Linked DNA regions of Xenopus laevis: region 1 is linked to region 2. Evidence: chromatin contacts called from public Hi-C data. All regions are on one chromosome and are shown on one strand. Each heading gives the region's core, a stretch centred on a gene start, on an enhancer-like site or on the middle of the called end of the contact. The rest is flanking DNA. Distances are from core to core; before and after follow the strand shown.

What was found. A called contact is a pair of places that touch in the nucleus more often than the background predicts.
Region 1: a contact with region 2 is called in a Hi-C map of the XTC cell line, with 6 times the contacts expected there. The contact joins the enhancer-like site here to the promoter of myc.S in region 2. A contact is called at or near these places in 2 of 4 Hi-C or Micro-C datasets (the XL177 cell line and the XTC cell line).

Annotation. Positions count from the first base shown.
Region 1 is chr6S:127,502,006-127,508,802 of Xenopus_laevis_v10.1, forward strand. All of the region lies in intron 3 of LOC108695380 (a long non-coding RNA gene), which reads left to right. Among protein-coding and RNA genes, the nearest start is that of LOC108695380, 120 kb to the left of the region's middle. Within about 2 kb of position 3,511, at least 1 of the 7 cell types and tissues checked has an H3K27ac peak or open chromatin away from gene starts, as enhancers often do.
Region 2 is chr6S:127,340,532-127,347,457 of Xenopus_laevis_v10.1, forward strand. myc.S (MYC proto-oncogene, bHLH transcription factor S homeolog) reads left to right here and starts at 3,778. Exons shown (of 3, transcript NM_001085896.1): 1 at 3,778-3,854; 2 at 4,500-5,205; 3 at 5,707-6,926. The coding sequence starts at 4,524. The coding sequence ends at 6,284.

The DNA.
Region 1 (6,797 bases), core at 2,261-4,760, 160 kb after region 2:
GCTAGCACACAGATAAGACTCTACCTATCCAATATCATTTCTCAGGGTATTAACTATAGTTGGATTTTCTAAGCTGGATCTAAGAGTGCTGAAGGCAACATGAACTCTTTTGGATACTTATCCAACACATCACAGCAGGGGGTGCGAGCAGGCCAGGGCCCGCACCCTCTCAGGGCCCCCCAGCAGCCCGCGCACCACTAAAATGCGGACAGAAAATTTCGTACGGAGGGAGGGCGGGTGGCCCGGCTGCGCGTCACGCACCAGGGCCTGCCCCCCTCTAGTTACGTTACTGTTTATATTTAGTATACAAAATACAGCATTTGTAGCCTTATTCTATTTTAGACTTTACATGCCCTTTAAGTTCCCACCATATTTATTGAGTTCTTGAATCCCTGCCTGGTTCCTGCCTTATTCTTAAGTCTTGAGTTTCTACTATATTCTTGAGTTCTTGAATCCCTGCCTGGTTCCTGCCTTATTCTCGAATCTTGAGTTCCTCCATATTCTCGAATTATTGAATCCCTGCCTGGTTCCTGCCTTATTCTTGAGTCTTGAGTCTCTGCCATATTCTTGACTTCTTAAATCCATATCTGTTTCCTGCTGTGTTCCTGAGGCCCTCTCTGATTCCCTTGTCTCTGATGCTATCCCTGGTTCTGACCTTGGCCCGTTAATTGTGCTCTGCTTTGCCTGCTACCATCTTAGAGCTTGGCCTGTTATTGTTATGCCACATGCCTACTGCCTTTAATAGTGAGTGGTTACTATGCATTACCATCTCAGCAAAGTCATCATGGAACCATCTCCTGGAGTTATCATGATATGGACTCCAGCCAAGCTATAACCAACCAATTAATCATGACAATGGTCCATAAACACCCTCATCTAGTCTACTGGTAGTCCAGTCATCGCCAAGTCTTCTACAGATGTTTGTAGAAGCTTCATATTAGGAGATTTCTTAACTGGCTGGATAGCACATGGATATGGACTCCAGCCAAGCTATAACCAAACAATTAATCATGACAATGGTCCATAAAGTCCCTCATATAGTCTACTGGTAGTCCAGTCATCTCCAAGTCTTCTACAGATGTCTGAAGGAGCTTCATATTAGATTTCTTAACCGGTTGAATAGCACAGCAACCTCAATCTAAACTGCACAATGCATGCCTAAAAGAGTTTGTAGAGTGCAATACGTTTTCCTTGTGATCTCTGGGATATTAATTCATCTTCTTCACATACTGATTGTCACTTGAACATTCCAAATCACTGACTTGTCAGTAAATAAGTTTGTAAAACAAGCAAAATCCGTGACGGAGGCATTATACTATTAGTATAGGGTCTCATCATACAAGTCTTCAGTTGGGCCAGTCACTAATACGCCATTACATGTCTCCAAATAGAAGTAACTACAAAATAAAAAGAACGTTTGTGAATTATGGGATCTATTATCCTGCGGCCGTCTATGGGATAGTCATTTGTGGTTAGTTTATGTAATGGTCATTTTAGCAGATGCGTTAATGGTGTTTCGAGTAGATGTGTCCATTCTGAGCATGGGAACTGCCGACCTAGAGTAACTGTCAGCTGGGAAACACTAGCACTTCATAATGCAAAGGTCATGGCTGTGTTTGTAACTGTCAGCTGTAGCTGCCAGCTAGATAATGTCCTCTGATAGGAAACAATATAGACAACTGCAGTGGACTTGTACCTATAGGAAGATCTCCTTGTTTTGTCCAGGTCACCAATGTGATGGTCCAAAAACGGGACTGGTCCTGGAGCCAAACACAGCATCCTCAGCTACTTTCTTCTAGTAGTGTGTGAGAAAGTAGCTTGTCTGGCATCAGTCAAACGAGATTCATTGATGATGAGCCAGGGATATTCATTAACACTTTCCCTTTCCATCGATGAAAGTCAACTTTCATACCGGCGACACCTACGCAGTTGGCTCTCGATGCAGGTCACCGCCCTTTCTCACGCTTTTCTTTAACGGGAAGGGCCCGTATCCTGAATATACCTGGGAGCTAAACTATTATAGCGATTGGCAACGTGTTTTATAAATTAGATGTGACATACACGAGCCCGGGGAGACCAATCCTAAATCAGGATTTACAAATAAACCCGGGAATGCCTTGGCTCTGTTGGCTTCTTTGGAATGATTGACAACACCCTTTTGGGTGTTCCTACTAAGTATTTAAAATTTTTCTAAGAATGGGGGGTGGGTTGTGACTGGTGCCCAAAAATGGGTTAGTCCTGTACATCTGTAGGTGTGGTATTCTCATGAACGGGCAGCGTTAAAGAGGGGGTTCACCTTTAAGTTAACTGGTTAATTCTAAGCATCTTTTCAATTGGCCTTCATTTTTTTTATAGTTTTTTAATTATTTGCCTTCTTCTTCTGACTCTTTCCAGCTTTCAAATGGGGGTCGCTGACCCCATCTAAAAACAAATGCTCTGTAAGGCTACACATGTATAGTTAATGCTACTTTTTTTTTTGTAAGTCTTTATTTTTTAGAGTTTTCAAGGTTATATGGGGTACAGAAGAAAAAGGGGGGTAAGGGGTACAGTATTATAATAAGACACATAACATGTTTAGCATACAGTATAGAGCATTTATCATCAGACTGTTCCTTCAATTTATACCCCTTTGTCTTTTGTGTGAGGGCGACTTGGAAGCCCTTTTTTGTTTGCTTCTAAATACATTTTTATTACTCGTCTTTTGAAGGTTGCTAGGGTAATTTGGACCCTAGAAACCAGATTGCTGAAATTGCTGCTGAATAAAAAGCTAAAGAACTAAAAACTAGTTGAAACGCATTATGGGGTTGTTCACCTTTAAATTTTTAAGTATGTAATAGAATGGTTAATTCTAAGCAACATTTCAATTGGCCTTTATTTTTTATAGGTTTTTTTTAAATTATTTTCCTTCTTCTTCTGACTCTTTCCAGCTTTCAAATGGGGGTCACTGACTCCATCTAAAAAACAAATGCTCCATAAAGCTGCACGTTTATTGCTATTGCTACTTTTTATTACTCGTCTTTCAATTCAGGCCTCTCCTATTCATATTCCAGTCTCTTATTTAAATCAGCGGATGGTTGCTAGGGGAATTTGGAATCTAGCAACCGGATTGGTGAAATTGCAAACTGGAGAGCTGCTGAATAAAAAGCCAAATAACTCAAAAACCACAAATAATAAAAAATGAAAACCAATTGCAAATTGTCTCAGAATATCCCTCTCTACATCATACTAAACGTTAATTTCAAGGTGAACAACACCCATGGCAGCACTGGAGGTTATTTATACAGAGAATTTAGCCAAATGATCCCCATTGCCACTGCTTTTCTGAAATCAAAACAGCTGGCGGCTCTTTCACCAGCATTAGGTATTGCCGTTGGTGACTGATATCAGTTACGCTGAAAGGCGGTTCCTTTGTGGACAACACACTTAAATGACTAAAACTGACAGAAAGCACTTTGTCCATTCAAGAGGGAGCTTTGCGTTTCAGTGAATGAGCGGCCGACAGATCTTCATGATTAAGTGCATTGTTTAGCATATCAATGAAGCGTATGGGGGACAGGGTCATATATCTAGGGGCCTCCTTTAATGAAAGTATTGTTTAGCCTTTCAATAGAAACTTCTCTGCTCTTTGTAGCAAATGCTTTACATAAAAGAACTGGCAGTCAGTGTGGAGTGTTAGGGTAAGGGCACAGGCTGCTATTTCGGGAGATTAGTCGCCCAGCTACAAACCACTTCTTCTTCGGACGAATAATCTCCCCGAACTGCAAACTAGAATGTAAATCGCCAGCCGGATGGCACTCGGGAACTATTTGTTTTCCGAAGTCGCACAAAGTTGCCTCAGGACGAAACGTCTTCGGAAAGCCGAATCGATCATCCCGCTGGCGATTTACATTCTAGTTCGCAGTTTGGGGAGAGTAGTCGCCCGAAGAAGAAACAATTTGTTGCTGGGCGTGGGCAGCATGTGTCTCTACGCTTAAAGTCATTAATTTATTATTTACACCCTATTGGGCACTATATAAATATTAGGGATGCACCGAATCCACTCTTTTGGATTCGGCCAACCCCCGAATACTTTGTGAAAGATTCGGCTGAATACCGAACCGAATCCGAACCCTAATCTGCATATGCAAATTAGTGGTTGGAAGGGGAAAAAATGTTTACTTCCTTCTGTTGTATCAAAAAGTCACGCGATTTTCCTCCCCACCCCTTATTTGCATATGTAAATTCGGATTTGGATTCGGTTCGGCCGGGCAGAAGGATTCGGCCGAATCCGAATCCTGCTGAAAAAGGCCGAATCCTGGATTCGGTGCATCCCTAATAAATATAGGATAATTAAAATAGTAAGAGCAGCCCTAGTGGTCATAAAGAAAAATAGCATTTTTTCATGATTAATTGCATTAGCCTCCAACTTTTGAGTTAACTTTTAGCGGCATATTTATCAAGGGTCGAATTTCAAATTGAAAAAAAACTTCGAAATTCAAATTCAAAAGGACCCACTGAAATTAAGTCAAAGTTTTTTTTTGGTCGAATAGGTCCGTTTTCGTTCAAATAGGTCCGTATTTGGCCGAATTCGAATCATACGAATCAAAGGAATATCTCCATTGATCGAATTCGATTCAAAGTTTTTCCCAATTGACTCCAAATAGGTTCTAGGAGGTCCCCCATAGGCTAAAACAGCAATTCATCAGGTTTTAGATGGCAAATGGTCGAAGACGCATTTTAAAAGAGACAGTACATGACAAATTTAGTTATTTGAATTTTCAATTAGAATTTGGACAATTCCCTAGTCGAAGTACTCAAAAAATAGCTCGAAATTTTTATTTCTTACATTCGAAAATTAACCTCGACTTTTGATAAATCTGCCCCTTAGTATGACATAGAGAGTGATATTCTGAGACAATTTGCAATTGGTTTTCATGTTTTATTATCTGTGGTTTTTGCGTTATTTAGCTTTTTATTCAGCAGCTATCCAGTTTGCAATTAAAGCAATCTTGTTGCTAAGGGCCAAATTCCCCTAGCAACCATGCATTGATTTGAATAAGAGACTGGAATATGAATAGGAGAGGCCTGAATAGAAAGGTGAGTGATAAAAAGTAGCAATAACAATACATTTGTAGCCTTACAGAGCTTTTGTTTTTTAGATGGGGTAAATAATTAAAAAACTATAAAATAGTTAAAAAACTATAAAAAATTCTTAGAATTGGCCATTCTATAACACAGCACAAGTTAACTTAAAGTGAACCACCCCTTTAAAATCTAATATCTGTGTAATGTACCGAGTCTAGTAACCCTTAGCAACCAAAGGTTTGGTTTCCAAAGACAGTCTGATAAATGCAAGCAGCTCATTGGCTGATCAGTGATGTGGGCGGCTGAAGTTGGAAGAAACTCTGCACAAGTTACATAAGAAAGGAGCTCTGAAGTCATAAAGTTAAGTTGTAAATACTTGGAAGGTTTCCAGTGCCGCCAGTAGAGAATCAAAAGGACATTTGCAGTACAGTAGTCGCTGTTGTACAAAGTGATTTTTTTTCATGTTTAATGCGAGTTCCCAAGGAGGCATGTGGAATTTTAGGTCAGGGACTGGGAAGGTATTCCAAAAATGTTTCATTGCCTTCTTCCTCTGTGTGAGGCTGGTGTAGAATGCCCACAAGAATTTCTCTTCTGTTGTATAACTGGTCAAGAACTGCTATTTGTGCCTGTAGTGCTAGAAATATTAGTGTCATTTAGATTTGGGCCTGCCTGAAAGTGCTGCAGGGATTTTAACTTCCATTGTGACATCATCACTGAAATAGAGTCTGGTCTGCAAATGTGTATATAATTATTCATGAGCCCAGAGTAGTGTAAGATAGTCAAGCACTGGTATTTATAGTTGTAACGTTATAGATATGAGTGTAATTTAGGTCTGGGTCTGCATGGACTTTATCTTCTCTTGTGACATCATCACTTAAATAGAGTCTGGTCTGCAAATGTGTATATATTATCATTAACAGGGCCAGTGTAACATAAGCTGGTAAAGTCAAGCAGTCATATTTGTGCCTGTAGTGTTAGAAATATGAGTGTAATTTAGGTCTGGGCCTGCGTGCACAAGTGCGGCATTGGCTTTATCTTCTCTTGTGACATCATCACTGAAATAGAGTCTGGTCTGCAAACGTGTATACAATTATGCATGAGCCCAGAGCAGTGTAAGATGGTCAAGCACTGGTATTTGTAGTTGTAACGTTAGGAATATGAGTGTAATTTAGGCCTGGGCCTGCCTGCACAAGTGCTGCATGGACTTTATCTTCTCTTGTGACATCATCACTGAAATAGAGTCTGGTCTACAAAGGTGTATATAATCATTAACAGGGCCAGTGTAACATAAGCAAGTAAAGCCAAGCTGTGGTATTTGTGCCAGTAGTGTTACAAATGTGTAGGCCTTGACCTGCCTGCACAAGTGCTGCATGGACTTTATCTTCTCTTGTGACATCGTTGCTGAAATAGAGTCTGGTCTGCAAATGTGTATATAATTATTCATGGACCCAGTGTAGTGTAAGATAGTCAAGCACTGGTATTTGTGGCTGTAACGTTAGAAATATGAGTGTAATTTAGATCTGGGCCTGCCTGCTCAAGTGCTGCATGGACTTTGTCTTCTCTTGTGACATCATCACTGAAATAGAGTCTGGCCTGCGAACATGTGTATAATAAGTAACGGGCCCAGTGTAGAATAAGCTAGTGAAGTCAAGTACTGGTATTTGTGGTTGTAACGTTAGAAATATGAGTGTCATTTAGGTCTGGACCTGCCTACTCAATTGCTGCATGGACTT
Region 2 (6,926 bases), core at 2,528-5,027:
GATATTGAGTTCCATAACTAAAATCAATTGCAGGACCCATATTGCAGGTGCTTTTAGAGTTTTTATTGTTGTAATGATTGTAGAAGAATTGAGCTGGTGCTGCACATCATCCTTATCGTATGGACACAGTGTATAAGGGCTAGTCCACACGGGGAGATAGCGACGCGTTTGCGGTCGCGGCGACAAAGCGCCGCGACCGGCGCAGGCGACAGTTTTGTATGGGCGCCTATGTAAAAACGCCTGTGCTAACCACACGAGGCGATGCGCTTTTCAACAGTCGCCTGAAAAAGCCTGGCGAGGCATTTTCAGGCGACTGTTGAAAAGCGCATCGCCTCGTGTGGTTAGCACAGGCGTTTTTACATAGGCGCCCATACAAAACTGTCGCCTGCGCCGGTCGCGGCGACTGTCGCGGCGCTTTGTCGCCGCGACCGCAAACGCGTCGCTATCTCCCCGTGTGGACTAGCCCTAATACTCCGGGTAGAGATGGAACAGATGTTACTAAACATGTTTCTAGGGTTTGTTTCCTCTATGAGCTTCGCTTATAATCACTTTTTTTTTCTTTTCCCCTTTTGACTCCGAAATCTGTGAATCTTTAAGATAAAAGTGTGACGGATAAATGATCCGCTTTCTGTCCCGGCGACAGCTGAGGGGCTGGAAAATCCCAAATCCATATCTGCTTGTGAATGTGCCCTTTTATTTCTCATTGGCTCAATCTTCTTTTTTTTTCTTAAACCCCCCCCCCCCTCCCTCCTCTGTTTAATACTTTTTGTTTAGGAGTGTAATTTGGAAAGGGGCCTGGAATGATAATCCGGGAGTTTTAGCAGCCATTCTCTTTACCCTAAATTACCTTAGTCATGATGTGAGGCCCTCGCACGGCAATCACTCATTACAATACTCACAAGAGTATCAGTGTCGCCCTACCCAACCCCCAACGTTTTTTGTTCCATCACTAGAGGGCGCTGTTGATTCACTGAAGCTGCAACTGTTTCACCAGAGGAAACACAGTGAGGTTTCTTTTTTACATAGTCAAGTATTTCTCCTCCCAGGGTGTCTGAGCAGTTGCATCTCCCTCTCTATATATTTATATTTATATATACACATATCAAGCCTCCAGGAAAATAAATAGCAACAGACACTGCTCCAGTTCTAGCTCACTCTGTTGAATGAAGCCCTGGGAGATCTATATATAAATATATATATATATATGTATAAATAAACGTGTATTTAGGTAACTCGCACTCGTATATCCCCTTTTTAAAAGCAGAAGAAATAAGTGTTGCGGTTTGAGCCATTTCCTTTCCTGTAGATGAATTAAAGGCGCATGAATGAATGTTTTACTATTAAAGCTGTTCATTAATAGCGACGGGCGGGGATAAATTCACCAGGCGCGAATTTGCGGAGAATTTCAGCGTTTCGCCGGCAAATAAATTTGGGAAAATTCACAGGAGTCAAAAAAACACAAACTGACGGGCGTCAGAAAAAGTCGCGACAACACAGTTCGGACGCCCCTTGACTTTAACGCCAAAATTGACGCAGGTGTCAAAATTCGAGTTTCGCTAATTTTTCACCATTCCACGGGAAATTCGCACATTTTTCATCGAAGCGTAACGGGAGAATCATTAACTTAATGAATATTAATGAATCATTAAATGTAACCCCTTGTCATGTCCTGAGTCAGCAGAGGTGTAACTATAGGGGAACCTGAACTTGTGACTGCCAGGGTGGGGGGTCAGGGGGTAAAGGGGGTCCCCTCCTAAATAATATGTCCTAGAGGGGCCCTAAAATGAGTCTGCTGTGGGGTCCCGGTAACGTTTACTTAAGTCACAGCAGCACAGAACAGTTCTTTATAATAATCAGATTCTGCAGAGCCGGTTGCATACATATAGACGGTCAGATGGAAATGAGAAGGTTAATTGGCTCCTGGTCTAATCGATTATTGTAAATGGCATAGGAACCTTAGAGTGTAAGCTCTTCTGGGCCAGGGACTGATGATGTATAATATTATATGTATTCCTATGGAAGGAACCTACTGGCCTGATCTAAGCCTTTCACCCATTAGAAGCCCTAATCCTTACCCCCCACTACTACTAGAACACCTTAGGGACCAAGTGCACATTAGAAGCGATTGAGTTCCCCTGTTTGTGTTCCCATTATTTTAATATATATATTTGTTCCCTCCAGTAACCTGGGAGGCTGGGCACTGGGGGGGGTAGGAAAGGGTTAAGGTGTGACAGTTGCAGAGTAAGAGAGAAAGTGGCGGCTGCAGAAAGCGTTTATCTGGCACCTCCTCGCTGTGTTTCTTAGAAATGCCATTGGACTGCTCTGTGCTGAGAATCCAGTGAAAGTTCAGCCACTGACAAAGCACATTCAGCTGATAACTCTCTCCCTCTCTGTGGCCCCAAAGGGTGGACCAGTGGCCCCTTTATACTGACTGACTGCACCTTCCTTATTGACCTCCAGCTCTTACTACAAGCCTCTGAGTGTCCTATCTGCCATCTCTCCCCAAACTGACAGTCAGTCGTCTGTTCCCATTGTGGCTTCCACTTGCCCCAGTCTCAGCAGCCAATCACACCTGGTTATGTTTGCCTTCCCTGTGCCACAAAAAAAAGCAGTTAATGCTCAATTTCTAGGAAATTTTAAAGTTCTGGGTCGGTTAAAGGGGAACTGCACCCCAAAAAAAAAAGTTTTGTTTTCTAATACGATTCTAAGCAGCTTTCCGATGTACATGCATTTCTATTAAAGCGTAGTGCGTATAATGAATGGCTACTGGGAAGCTGCTTAGAATCATGTTTATTTGCCCGTTCCGTTGTCTTCTTCGCCGTTTTAAGTTAACTTGTAGTGTGTTCTAGAATGGCCAATGCTGAGCACATTTCCAATTGGCGTTAATTTTTTTTTTTTTGTAGAATTTTAATGATTTGGCTTATTCATCGTACTAGCTTTTAATAGGGGTCACTGACCCCCATCTATAAGCACAAAGTTCTGTAAAGCTACACATTTATTGTTAATGCTGCTCTTTATTTCTGTTCAGGCCTCTCCTATTCATATTGCAGTCCCTTATTCAAATCAATGCCTGGTTGCTAGGGGAATTTGGACCCTAGCAACCAGATTGCCGAACAGATGCTGAATAAAAAAAAAGTGAAAAACTACAAATAATGAAAACCAACTGCAAATGGACTCAGAATATAATTCTCTACATCATATTAAAAGTTAATTTGAAGGTGAGCAGCCCCTTTAACATACATGATCCAGTCCCTGTCAGTTGTCCCTATAAACCCCCCCTCTCCGGGTAACATAGTAGATTCCAAGCAGCGGGCGGCGCACTGAATTGTTAAAGAGGCGGGGGGGTGCCAGGCTAGTGTGGCTATTTCTATTGAGAAGAAAAGGGCTTTGCATTGTGGAAAGAGCTTCACATCCTCCCTCGACAAGACGTGTGAAGTGACGCTGAAAGAGTTAAATGTCAGTGGAAGAGTTAAAAGGACTCAGTTGTGAGCTCAGCCCTCCCCTGTACCTCAGTGATACTAGTACGAGCCACACACGGAGTTGGAAGGACAGATGAGCGTGAGGCCCGCCCCCTTAGCCCCGCCCCTTGCCTCAGCTCCATAGAGAAAAGAAGCCTCAGTGTAGGAGTGCGCGATTTGGCGGGAGACCGGCGCTATATAAGGCTCAGTCGGAGCTTTTTCTGTGCCAGTCTGTGTGCGGGGAGCGAGCAGGAAAGTGTGTGGTGCAGCTGCTGCGGCAGGAGGAGGGAGTAGTAGTGGGAAAGACAACGCTATTGAGACAAGGGAGAGGCAGCCTGTGGATTTATAAACGCGACCAAAGGAATATTGGACTCGTATTATCCCGGGATTAGACGGGTAAGGAAGCGGCTTCTTCTGTGAGGGATCGGCTGCGCCTGGATTTGTTCTTCTTTACTTTCTATGGAGTCTTCTCCCCCTGCTTTTTACTGGCAGGAGACGAGGAGCTGTTGGTGGGGCTGCCATGTCGATTCCCCCCTCAGGGAAGGGCATTTAGCCTCGTCCCCACTGGATCTTGTGTCTGACACTTTAACTCTTAACCTTTTAATCGCACTGACAGCTGCAGCTTTGCCTGTTGGACTTTCAGCCCCTTAAATAGGGGGGGGATCTCCCTGTCCCCTTTATCATTTACTCTCACCCTGCCCCCCCACGCTGTAGGAATGGTATGTCCCTAATATTTAGCTCATGGAGTTCAGATTTTGATCATTTTTTAATGGCAGCAGTTTTTTGTCTTCTACTACAATTCCCAGAATCCCCAGTCACGTAGGACCAGTGGCTCTCCCGGCTGCCGGTGGACTACAAGTGGCCCGGCTCACAAACTGTAGTTCAGGAGCAGCCGGGAGAGCCACAGGTTATGGGTTTAAAGGTCTCGGCAGGGAAGGTATTTAAACCATGTGTAATAGTCGTTGCGCCTGAGTGTGTGTGTGTGTGCCCTCCCTCTTGTGTTAGAGCGTTTGTATAATGCCGGCTCTGTTCTTCTTGCAGGAGACCAATCGCATGGCAGGAAAGATGCCTCTTAATGCCAATTTTCCCAGCAAGAACTACGACTACGATTATGACTTGCAGCCCTGCTTCTTCTTTCTGGAGGAGGAGAACTTCTACCACCAGCAAAGCCGACTGCAGCCGCCGGCCCCCAGTGAGGACATCTGGAAGAAGTTTGAGCTGCTCCCCACCCCGCCCTTGTCACCCAGCCGCAGATCCAGCCAGTCCAGCCTTTTCCCCTCCACGGCTGATCAGCTGGAGATGGTGACCGAATTCCTGGGAGGGGACATGGTCAACCAGAGCTTTATCTGCGAGGCGGATGACGAAGCCTTGCTGAAGTCCATCGTCATACAGGACTGTATGTGGAGTGGATTTTCGGCTGCGGCCAAGCTGGAGAAAGTGGTGTCTGAGAAGCTGGCGTCCTACCAGGCTTCTAGGAAAGAGAGTGCTCTGTCTTCTTCTTCTCCGTGTCAGAGTCAACCACCACCGAGCCCGCTTAAGTCTCCCTCGTGTCATGGGAGCCTGAGTCTGGGAGGGACCCACAGGAGCAGCCATGGTTTTCTCCAGGACCCCAGCTCGGATTGTGTTGACCCTTCAGTGGTCTTCCCATACCCACTGAACGACAGCATTTCCAACGCCAGCTCTCCTTGCCAAGATCTCATTTTGGAAACACCGCCCATCAGCAGTAACAGCAGCAGCAGTGAATCTGGTAAGCTGATGGTTTTTATACCGAATTTTTTTTTTTTCTCCCCCCGTTTTATTTCCCCCTAATTGCTGTGTTGCCTCTCCCTGCCTTGCTGGCAAACGACCCGGCAGCTTTAGTGAGTTGCATGTGTTATACTGTCAGGTCCCACACCCCTCCCTTTAACAAACTGTCATAGCTCAGTGAAAGTTGTCCTTATCTCGGTGAAATGCCGGCAGATCTGCAGCATTGCAGCAGTAGGTGGGTGGGGCTCTGCTAGTCAGGAGAGAGAGGTTCAAGCAGGATTCTATGGGTAGGCAGACACCGAATGCTTTCTAAGAACCACTCTCCTGCCCCCCCCTTTTTTTTTTTTTTTTTCTTCTTTCTTTAATTAACACTGCAGTGTGAAGCCTCATATTAAACAATGTATGAGAAATATAACGTAATGCTCCTCCCAGATCTGCTGCTTTCTTTCTTTTATAGAAACCTGCAGTTATATTTATTTATTTTTTAATTTCTCTTTTTCAGAAGAGGAACCAGAAGATGAGGATGAAGACTGCGACGAGGAAGAGGAGATTGACGTTGTCACAGTAGAAAAAAGGCAGTCGGCATCCAAGCGGGTGGAATCCAGTTCTCATTCGCAGCCCTCCCGACCCCACTACAGCCCTTTAGTTCTGAAGCGGTGTCACGTTCCCATTCACCAACACAACTACGCGGCGTCTCCCTCGACCAAAGTGGACTATGTTTCTTCCAAAAGGGCGAAACTAGAAAGCAACATCCGGGTCCTCAAACAGATCAGCAACAACAGCAAGTGCGCCAGTCCCAGGTCCTCGGATTCCGAAGAGAACGACAAGAGGAAGACGCACAACGTTCTGGAGCGCCAGAGGCGGAACGAGCTCAAGTTGAGTTTTTTTGCCTTGCGCGATCAGGTACCGGAGGTGGCGAGCAACGAGAAGGCCCCCAAAGTAGTCATCCTCAAAAAGGCAACGGAATACGCCATTTCTCTGCAGGAGGACGAACGGCGGCTCATACGGGAAACAGAACAGTTAAAGTACAGGAAAGAGCAGTTAAAACAGAGACTCCAACAGCTGAGGAACTTTGTCTAATTCACAAACTCTTATTTAACACTTTATATAAACTGTGACAGTCTATATCAAGGTTGTCTCTTCCTCGAGACCGACTACAAAACTGAATTTGTAGAACATGGACAACTGCATGCAGATGATTTCACAACTACACAACCTTGGCATGGTCTCAAACCGATTCTGCCAGCACCTTAAAACTGCCTCAATACTGGGATTTGGGTATTATGGGACTTTGTTTTTTTTTTTTTTTTTTCTTGCTTGAGGGGGTATATTTGCCAACTTTTTGTTTGTTTGTTTGTTATTATTGTTTTTACAACCTTTTGTATTTAAAACATTTATTTTTCTTATAAACAAATTCCTGAAGTTTGGCTCTGAATAGCTTAAATATATATATCATCGCTGACTCGTCTATAATATCATTGATAGAACATTATAGAAATTATTGTATTCACTTCTAACCGCTATGGCGCAAAAAAAAAAAGCAAAAACGTTTTTGCTAATTCGTACCATGAACGCATTTAATGAACTTTTATTTTAAGAAGAAAAAAAACATTTAATCTTTCAAGTTTCATTTGAATAATTCTGTATTGGAGCTAGTTGTACCAGTTTCTGAAGAACTGATGAAGAAGGCACTGACCAACATGTAATTTAAAAAAGAAAATA